Linked DNA regions of Sus scrofa: region 2 is linked to region 1. The links are chromatin contacts, called in public Hi-C maps. All regions are on one chromosome and are shown on one strand. The core of a region is the stretch at or near the end of the contact, and the rest is flanking DNA. Distances in the headings are between cores, read along the strand shown.

Region 1 (5,064 bases), core at 1,875-4,374:
GCACAAAGGAAGATGGACCATTTTCAACAGACCCTGCCTGCCACCCCAGCCCCTGAAAGTTCCCACAGTTGGGCAAATCTGGAATAAGTTCCTATAATAATTACTCTGTAAGCCTCGGAGTTCCAACCAGGCCTGGGTGATTTTATTTTCCTGAAAACAGAATCCCTAATTTTCAAACGCAATGATCACTTCAAGTATAATAACCATTATAATAATAACCTCTTATATTTGTGTAGTGCTTCATAGTTTATAAAACACTTTCATATTTCTCTTATAATCTTCCACCAACGACCCTTCAAGAAAGATAGAATAGGTAGTGTTAGTATTCTTGTTTTCTGAATGAGAACATTAAATTCCAAGGTCCCAGCTACCTAAATAACGGAACTAGGGCTCAAAATCAAGTCTATCTGACAGCAACATGTATCCTTGTTCACTTATTCCCTCATTAAGGGCATCATGGAGTATTTGTTGAACACCTATTACATACCAAGCAACACTTCAGACCCAGAGCATAGATAGTATGGTGGGGATGTTAAGATGATTATAAGCCTCGATGAAGAGACAGAACATTGACAGACACACCTGGGCCAAGGGGGAAATATCAGGACAAAAAGCAGGGCACCAAGACTCAGGAACCAAGAAAAACACAAAGCAGTATATTCAAACACTGCCTCACACACACACACACACACACACACACACACACACACACACAAACACCCTGCAGCCTACATGCACACAGGCAACATGCATTTACCCTAATCACACAGGAAGACATGAGCTGTTTCTCCTAGACTGTACCCATGCTCCCCAGAATGGAATGCAGGCTTCTTTACCCTGACATCCCCACCAGTAGCTGGGCAGCAGACCAGAGCCAGCAGACCAGAGGCTGCCTGTTGGGCCTGAGCTCTGCACAATTCCCAACACACACACAGACCCACAGGTCCTCCCAGAATAGCAACCCAGGTGTTCTAGCACTGGAAGAGCCCAGGATGTGACACACATCCAGGGAAGCTTAGGTTCTAGTCAGGATGGATGGATGAAATGCATGGATAGATGGAATGGATGGATGGTTGGATGGGATAAATAGATGGACGGATAGATGGGATGGATGGATGGATGGATGGGTGAGTGGGATGATGGATGGGTAGATGGGATGGATGTGGAGGGAAGACTGGGAAGCATAGGAGTTTTCACCTGCCTAGAGGTAGAGTCCGCTGGGCCCCCACCATTGTGCCCCTTACAGGTGAACATTGCCTTATTCTCTGATGAGGACAGTTGAGCCTCAGCGCCCTCTGCAAAAACAATACCCATCTCACAGGATCCACGTAAAAATGTGCAACAGGAGGTGCTGGCACACCTAGAGCCGTGTGTGGCACACACAGGGAATCGGAGCCTTCCTACCCAGGAAGCAAAGGTGATGTACAGGCAAGTAACTGTGCAAAGCCTCCACAGAAATTAGTCTCCTGACCACCCACCACCATCGCCCATCCCAGGGTTTGGAAGGCTTACTAGAGAAAACCTCTCCATCACTCCACCCTCTTCCCTTTGGTTCATTCATTCAACCAAACATGTAGGGTGCCTGTTGTGGCCAAGCATGATTCTAGGTATTGGGATTAGGAGAAGGATAAGATTCAGTTCTTTTTTTCCTTTTTTGGCTGCCCCACAGCATATGGAGTTCCCAGGCCAGGAATCAGATCTGAGCTGTAGTTGTGACCTAAGCTGCAGCTGCAGCAATGGTGGATCCTTAACCCGCTGTGCTGGGTCAGGAATTGGAACCTGCATCCCTGAGCTTCCAAGACACCACAGATCCCGTTGCACCACAGCAGGAAACCCAAGATTCAGTTCTTAACTTGGTTAGACTGATGCCCGTGTTTGAGGTCTTGTGACAACTCACAGGTTGAAGGAGTTCAGCAGTATTTCAGGAAAGGCAGGAAGTCCTGTAAGTGGTCATCGCAAAGGAGATAATGTGAACTGAGTATTGCAGGCAGAGCAGAGGTTATCCAGACTGATAAGATTCCAGACAGAGGGAACAGCATGTGCAAAGGCACTGAGGTGTGAAGTTATACAGAGTATTTGGGGGGGAACTGAGCATATTTAGGTACCAGGAGTGGAAATGTGACCACATGTCTGAGCGTCTGTAAGTAACAGGGAGGAGGGAGATGCAAGGGGGGCTAGAGAAGTAGAACTGAGCTGGGAGGCCCATGGTTAACCAGGCCAAGGACGCTCAGGTAGTACAGAACCACTGGAGAAAGTGGAACACAGGCTAGACATGGGCACATATCACAACAGGATCGATTTGGCCCCAGTCATTGCAGGCTCAGCACCAGGCTTCTCCACATACAGGGAGCTACTGCCACTGACTCTGATGATACATGAATTTGACTGAGGTCTTCTCCTCTTTGATGCATGCAACTACCCCTGGAGAAATGGCCAAAATGGGAAGCAATTTTTCCTCTCTGAAGAGGCAGGCTCACTGGCTAACAGCGAAGGCCAGGGAAGGGTTCTCACATCACCACCAGCACCCACAGCCAGAGCTGCTGGAAGGAGTGTGTGGAAATCCTGCAGAACCTCCTGGGGATTCGGGAAGGACTTGAGGAGAAGAGATAATGGTGGAGGTAACAGGAGCCACAGAGGAGGCAAAAATAAGGGAAATCCCTCAGGCTGGACAAAGGTTTCTGACTACTTGCCTTCACAGGGAACAGGAGAGAAAAAGGCAAGGTGGGCAGTAGCGGCCACCTTGTAGTTCCAAATCCTGCACAAGCTTCTCCAGTCCTGCTCACAGCAAGGAAGTTTCTCCCCCCCACCCTTTTGTCTCCCCTCCTTCTAGTCCCTCCTTCCCAGCTCCTCTCCAGAAAGGTTTATGGAGAAGACTCCAAATAGCCCCCTCTCCTGCAGGCACAGTCACACCAACTGAAAGGAGATTTAATTAGCAAAATCTCGTTAGGCAAACGAAATTATCCGTAAGACAATACTCCTCTGGACAGGGGGTATGATTAAACAAAGCCATTAATTGAGAGAGTCGCTTTGGCAGCCCCCGGATGCGTTCATCTCTGGGCAGGCTCCACTGTGCCTCCCGGTGCCGGCGGAACAGACTCTGCCCCCGCCCCGCTGGCCCCGCCCCCTCCCCGCTCCATCTCCGCGCTTCCTGGGCCCCTCCAGTTGGGGCTGCAGACCTCGTATCTCATCAGCGGCCTCTCTGCCGCCAGATTCCTGCTAAAGTGCCTTGATTGCATAATGTCTATTTGCATAATGTAAATTGCAATCTCCTAGCTCGGGAGGCAGGAATCACAGAACAGCCATTATTTTTTACCACTCCACAAAAATTCTACATTTAGAAAGCAGATTTGCAGCTCAGAAAGCCGTATAAATCTGAATCGGCCAGAAACACCATTAAATCACACCAATTAAGCTGGACCAAGGAAGAACCCTTGTCACTGTTCTCTGCACACGCAAGGACTCCCAGCCCAGATGGAGGCCACGAAAAACTGGAGGCTGTGACAGTGAGGCTATATCACGTGCTGCAAGAGGCAGGACATTCTGTCTTATAAAACTTAACATACACCCCAAGCCTAGGTGCCTATCAAGACCCTGTGGAGAGAGGACAGAGAGGAGCAGAAGCATTCTGAGTTATTTCTAAGTTGGCTGCCAGATTTCTTATGGGCATGTCTGTCTGCAGACTTTAAATTTATGGAACAGGAGAGAGTATGTGGGGAAGAAGTCTGCACCTTTGGCAAAGGTAGTGGGGAGAGGGCAGCCATTTCACAAGTGGGTGAAAAGTCCAGGGCCTTTGGCAGCTCCTTAATGACCTTCTTCTGTCTTCTCCCAAGTGTCCTCCAGACCGAGTGAAAGAAAACCAAGGCCAAATCCTGCTCAGACTGGGCTGGGCGAGAATATGAGCTCTTTTTAAGAGCTGTTTCCCAGGGGTCACAGGAGAGAGAGGTGAGTCACAAGTTCCCTGGAAAGGAGCGGTCCCTCTGACAACCACTCATGACTCCAGCTTCCCCGCAGCCACGTACCTGGTTACTCTTTTGCCTCTTTATTGCTCATTCAATATTCATCTGTCAAAGGGCAAGATGCTAATGTGTATTATTAAAATATCAATAGTTTATGAGTGAACTTTTATGGAGAGTACAGTTAAAGGAAAGATGCTTGACCATCTCCACAAGGAGCAAAGGAGAGGGAGAGGACCAGTCTTTCCAACTCCAGCTTTTATTTGTGTCTTGGGTGAGAGCATGGCCAAATCATTATCAAGTCGCTCTTGTGTGCCAGGAATGGCACTCAAGCTTGCACTTGCTGGATTTCATTTAGTCCCCACAGCCATCCTGGGAGGGGTACACAATCCTATTTCCATTCTAGAGATGCCGGATCCGAAGACCAAAGAGATGTGTCCAGAATCACAGAGCTTCTAAGTCACGGGCTAAGGAACTCCAGCTTTGGACTCCAAACCCAATGTTCGCCCCTGCCCCCAAGTTGGAGCCTTGAAAATACAAATGATCTTTTATGTTTTTATCTGTTTCCTTCACCTGCCCAAATTAAACATTGGTTTCCTGACCTATGTTTCACGAAAGGGGAAAGGAGAGAACAGGAAATCATTCGTGCTTTCACACAGACCCATTTCCATAACATCGGCCTCCACTTCAGATATGTCTAGGCTAGCTCCCAGAATCGTCTCTGCACATTTAGAATCTTAGAACTGAGGGTGACATTGGAGATGATATCATCAGAATTTCCCCCTTTACCAGAGAGTAAACTGAGTTTCCTGAGCCACACAATGAAGTGATTGGATCTCTAAAATAGAGTCTTAAGTTGGAGTTCAACTCTATGACTAACTTACTCTGTCACTGGCCAGGTACCTCTCTTGTCTCTGCTCCCCTTTTGCATGTGATACAGAGATAATAACAGTGTCCCATAAAGTAGTGTAGTGGTTTCTATGGGAAAATGCCATCACCTGCTTAGCAGAGTTTCTAGCATGTAGTAAGTGTTCAACAAACAGTGATTATTACTTTTCAGCTGACTTGTGGAAAACTCTAAGACCCTCACTCCAAACCTCAGCACCTTTTC
Region 2 (5,064 bases), core at 670-3,169, 100 kb before region 1:
CCTTGAGCTATCTCTGGGCACCCAGCCCTTTGGGGAAACCTGCCGGTTTTGTACTTTCTTGGGAGTATGGAGGGAAGCAGCAGGCCTGCCCAGGGCTTCTGAGCATTAGTCTGTAGCGTCTCTGCCCCGCCCTGTCCAGAGGCCCCAGCCCTCTGTCACCAGACACCAGGGCACTGGAGGGAGCACAGCCAAGACTGCAAATGGAGGACACACGAGGAACAACTTACCACCGAGAAATTTCCCAAGGTGAAAGATTGTTTTTAATGCTGAAAACCTTTATTATACGGCAGCTAGGAGGGAGGAAAAACAAAACAAAACCCTAATGCAACACTCAACCCCATAGTGATATCCAAGAAGAAATAATAATCTCATTGATATTATCATCAAAAGGAGCTAAAACTGTCATTTTACAGAGCTCAGAAGTCCAGGGAGGCAGTGTCATGGGGTGGGGTGGCTGAGGGGGCAGGAAGGACACCCCTTTAGGAAGGCGGAAGGGGCAGCCCAGGGGCACCCACTCCCCCTGTCTTCTCTGCTCTGGCTCCCCAGCCCTGCAAGGTAAGGCCCTCCGCATGGAACCCTAACTCCAATGTGTTGACAAACAGGCTTAGGAAAAAAAAAAAAAAAAAAAAAACAAGCTCGTTAGAAAGGAGCTCATTAGGACTTGTTGACATGAAACCCATTAGACCAATTAACATTCCATTAACGGCCTGGGGCACCAAGGGGTTAATGCTGCCTGGCTGTAATTGGGCTGGGGTGTCAGGGTTGGGGGCTCAGGGCCTTAAGGATGAGAAAAAGTCTAATTGGGAACTCTCGCATTTGTTCTTGCTCCCTGACCCTAGCTGAGCCTCGGCTGTTGGGCCTGAGGTAGGAGAGGGGAAGGGACCAGCTTCCCTGTGGCTCCACACTGTCCTGCCCCATCACCCCAGACTGGACCCTGGGCGGGTGGTTGGCACAGGATAGGGTGGGGGGACATGTACCCTTTTGGACTCTGACGGTCGTGTTTTCTTCATGTACACTTCCCACTCTTTCCCTCACCCCTACCTCCTACTTCTGGCTCAGGGCTCTGAGCGCTGAGATATAAGTCTGCCCTCTCCAGGACAAGTTTTCCGTGATGTTGCCTACTCAAATGAAGCTTTGGAGAAGCTAGAATCCTTGAGGGCCCAGAGCCTCTGAAGAGTACTGTAGTTCAGGGCAGAGGGGTCCGGGAGGGGGTGGGGCGTGAGCACTGGCCCTGGGCCTGCACCTCTCCCTCCCTTCTCTCCTTCCTTCCCCATCAGGGCAGCGAAGAGGCAGTGCTGAGGCCCCCAAGCAGCCCTTCTCCTCTGTCCTCTGACACAGGCTAGCAGTATTTTATTATTTTCCTTCCGTTGCTACAACTAGAGGCCTTGGAAGTTCCATTCCTGGTCTGGGCCTCAATTTCCTCATCTGTAACCGCCGATGATCAGACAGAGCCTGTGCTTAGGGTCAAAAAGTCTGAATTCCGCACCCAGCTCTGCCACTTCTCTGTGACCTGTACAAGTCCCTGTTGGACTACAAAACGAGGGAATTCACCAGAATATTCTGAAAGTCTTTGTGGATATGGTTAGCACTCAATACAAGCTTTGGTGAATAGAATGGAAATAGTTGAAGCTTGCAGCTTCATTCCAAAGGCTCCCTCATTTGAGAGTGGGGGAAGAAGGCCCCTGAGGCCAAGAGAGCCAGGAGCCCTCCTCGGTGCCCCCAGCCCAGGAGCTCCCAGGTGGCTACCACTCTCTCCCTCAACCCCAAGTCTCCCCGCTCTGAGCAGCTGCCCAGGCCTGGGTTCTGACGTCTAGACAGACTTGCAGGAGGCTGAAATAACACAGTGAACTCAGCAGGAGGGACCAAAAGGCTGCATTAGTAACCTGGCTGGCTTCAGCTTCTCCCTCTGGAGCAGGCTTCTCAACCCTGGCGTAATCCCATTTATTTTCCCTGTGCAGAGAGCCTGGTCCACAATCCAGTCTCTAGTCCCGCTCCCTTCCCAAAAGAAGCCTGTAGATGGCGCTGTGGAGCCCCACTTTAATTGCATTATATAACATAACCTGTTTACTAAATCATGTAATCAGTCGCCTTAGGATTTACAGCTTTGGATGTGTATAGAGAATTGGACTTTGAGTCAAATTTAAAAACAAATAAAAATGAGAGGCAGCTGTTGCTGATAGTGTGATATTCATCTTTTGGAAACAAATTCACCCCACTGCTATAAATTATGCCTGGAAAAAAAAAGTGTTGGTGGTGGGAAGGAGTTGGCTACGTCTCCTATGCTGGCAACTCAGAGCGATGAATCTTGAAATAACGGTGTCAACCTGTCACTGATTTCATGTGACTCTGTGGATTTATCTAAAGAAACACAGGCGCGTAGACACACACACACACACACACACACACACACACACACACAGGTCTCTTTGCAAAATCCAATAAAGGCTAGAAACCACAAGCTGAAAGCTGAGTGGCTGTAGGGACTCAGTGGTCCCTGTGCCCTGGGGCGTGGCGCCAGCACGGGCCTGTGGTCCTCTTTGCAAGTGGGTCCCCCTCCTCCCTTTTCCCCATCCCCAAGGCCATTTTGCTTTTTGCTCTTTATCTGGAATAACAATATGACCCCAGTGGGGCTGGGTCAACTGGTCTCACTTTTGCACTCACTGACCCCAGCCTGGGGATGAGCTAAAGCTAACTAAGAGAGCCAGTCTGGGGAGAAAGAGGGTGATTATCCACCCTGGATCCCACTGTGTCCACAGTGTCATAGGGGGAGGCTTAGTAGTGACACAGACAGAGGATTCGGCCATGCCCTGGGTGTGAGTGAAGTGGCTGGTAATCACAGACCCATGTCAGTCACCTTCCTCGCCCCTTGACCAGCTTTCCAAGAAAGGAGTCCAGTCCTGCTCCACTGCCCCTGGTTCACTTCAGGGCCCAGAGCTCCAGGGCTCCAGCCTTTCTCTCCTTGCCTCCCTCCGTTCAGCTAGTTTTCAATTTGGCTTCCAAAAAAAATGGACCAGGGTCCAAGTTAGGAGAGCACCTCTCCTGCCTGGCTCCTGCTTCTCACACCAGGACCAGAAAGTGGCAGAGTCCCCACCCCCCCTGCCTTGGCTGTCATACCTTTTCTGGCTTCAAAAAGCCGCTTGATATATTTTACAAACTGAAACAGCAATTTAATTCCCCCTGATAGCGGCAATTGTCCATTAGATCTTCCTACCGAGGAGCTTAACAATAATTCCTTTCATCCAACTGCTTGCTTCTTCTTGATCTGAGAATCAATCCCATAAATAGCAGGCAAGAGTTTTCACATTACTCTCCCCCTCCAGCTTTTAGCATTTTGATGAAGATTCTCATCTCCTCTTTAAGCACTTTACAACTTGGCAATTTTTCCCTCTTTGGTTCCTTTAAACAAAATAAAACAAAAAAAACCAAAAAAAAAAAAAAAAAAAAACCCCAAAAAACAAAAAAAAAAACAAAAAAGAAAGAAAGGGAGGAAAAAAGCATGCTAGCTGTAAGGGTAAGCACAGCCCTTGCATTCTTCTCCCAGAGAAGTGGTCTGTACCCTCTCCTGCTGGGAAGCAGGGAGATGGCGGCAATGACCTCCCACAGTCACCTCCAATCTGCTTTAAGCAGGTGCTGCTCTGCCCCAGAGACACCACTGGCCTTGTCCTAAATTTCACACTCACCCACAATGGGGTCCTGCTTTTGCCAGTGAAGCCTGACTTAGAACATATTTTCCTTTCCCAGGAACCCCCTCCCCTTGTTGCTGCATCCCAGGAATGGGGGTTAGCGGTCATGCCAGTTCCAGTCACTGTAGCCTTTCCCCAGGCCTGGAGCCAGGCCCCCGCCCAGCCCTCAGGCAACTCTCGAACCTGGAGATGCGGTTCTGCCCTCTCTTTTTCATCTCCAGCTCCCTTCATCTCTATCCAAACAGCATGAGTGGGAGAGATGGGGAGGAACAGAGGAAGGAGAGAGCTTGAGGCCTTTCATTCAATTATTTTTCTTCTCTTTTAAACTATCCAGGCCGCCGTGATGGTTGGGGCGGAGGAGGGCCCTCCAGTTCTGTGGGAGCGGCTGGGGTGGATTGCCGGGGCAGCTGGGCACCCCGGCCTGCTCCCCGGGGGCCCATCACGTGCTCCCTGGTCTGCACACACACGCAGAGAAACAAATCTAAAAATGAACCCGGGGACTGAAATCCCCCTCGACAAACCTGATTCCCAGGTTTATTATTATTTGTCGAGAGCTGACAGCAGCCGCTGCTCAGGAACCGAGCTGAGAAAACAACACGGCCTGGGCCCCTGAGGCTCACAACTCAGCAGAGACAGACAAACAGCTCAGCCGCTGGGGACCCCCTGGATGGAAGGAGTGCTTCTGCTTCTGCCGCCCCACCGGTCTGCTCCCTCCCGTCAATCTTCCTCTTCTCCAAGGCCTCGCCAGGGAGGATGGCACACCCTGGGAGCTGGGAAGAGGGAGGGGGGCAGGAGTAAGGGGCAGGGGCGGGAGCAGTTGATAGAGGCAAGGGACCCTGCAGTGCTCTCAGCTTCTCCTGGAAAGAGAGGATGCTAAGAGGGTGAGCCAGGCCCCTCTTCTCTCTGAGAAGGACTGTACCACACAATCTGGCTGAATGATATCTAGTTCCACATTTTTAAATTACCTCCAGAGGAAAAAAAAAAAACAGTCAAGAGTCAGGGCTGTGGAAGCCAGGGTCCTCTGGGCTCAGTTTACCATTGAAAAGCCCCTCATCCCTGATACTTCCTGACTCAACCAACAGAATCCTCCCTGCTTGGTCTTTGTGATGACCCAGGCAAGTCCTAGAGAAAGAAGAAGGGGGACCAGGTAGAGTTCACGGCAGCGAGGTCAGCTTGGGGGAGGAAAGGACACCAGCCAGGCTGCCTTGACCCTTGGTCCTCACTGCTGTTGGAATAAGAGCAGGTGCCTTATGGGTCAGCCCCGGGGAAGGCAGGATGGCATCTGCCATGTGAGAGGAAGTGATGCTGGACAGTGAGTCCATTCCTGGGCATCACTGCTCAAGCCCCAGCAGAGCAGACATGCCCTCTCCACCTCCTGAGA

The links. Hi-C and Micro-C count contacts between places; a contact is called where the count stands out from the background.
Region 2: a contact with region 1 is called in a Hi-C map of brain, with 5 times the contacts expected there. The contact joins two enhancer-like sites. A contact is called at or near these places in 3 of 47 Hi-C or Micro-C datasets (brain, embryonic fibroblasts and epiblast stem cells) and 1 of 2 datasets of contacts at active chromatin or transcription factors (skeletal muscle).

The regions. Positions count from the first base shown.
Region 1 is chr9:52,422,286-52,427,349 of Sscrofa11.1, reverse strand. All of the region lies in intron 3 of PKNOX2 (homeobox protein PKNOX2), which reads right to left. Among named protein-coding and RNA genes, the nearest start is that of PKNOX2, 120 kb to the right of the region's middle. Within about 2 kb of position 3,124, at least 8 of the 83 cell types and tissues checked have an H3K27ac peak or open chromatin away from gene starts, as enhancers often do. A contact at or near this core is called in brain, where this site is marked.
Region 2 is chr9:52,521,441-52,526,504 of Sscrofa11.1, reverse strand. All of the region lies in intron 4 of PKNOX2 (homeobox protein PKNOX2), which reads right to left. Among named protein-coding and RNA genes, the nearest start is that of FEZ1, 150 kb to the left of the region's middle. Within about 2 kb of position 1,919, at least 20 of the 83 cell types and tissues checked have an H3K27ac peak or open chromatin away from gene starts, as enhancers often do. A contact at or near this core is called in brain, where this site is marked.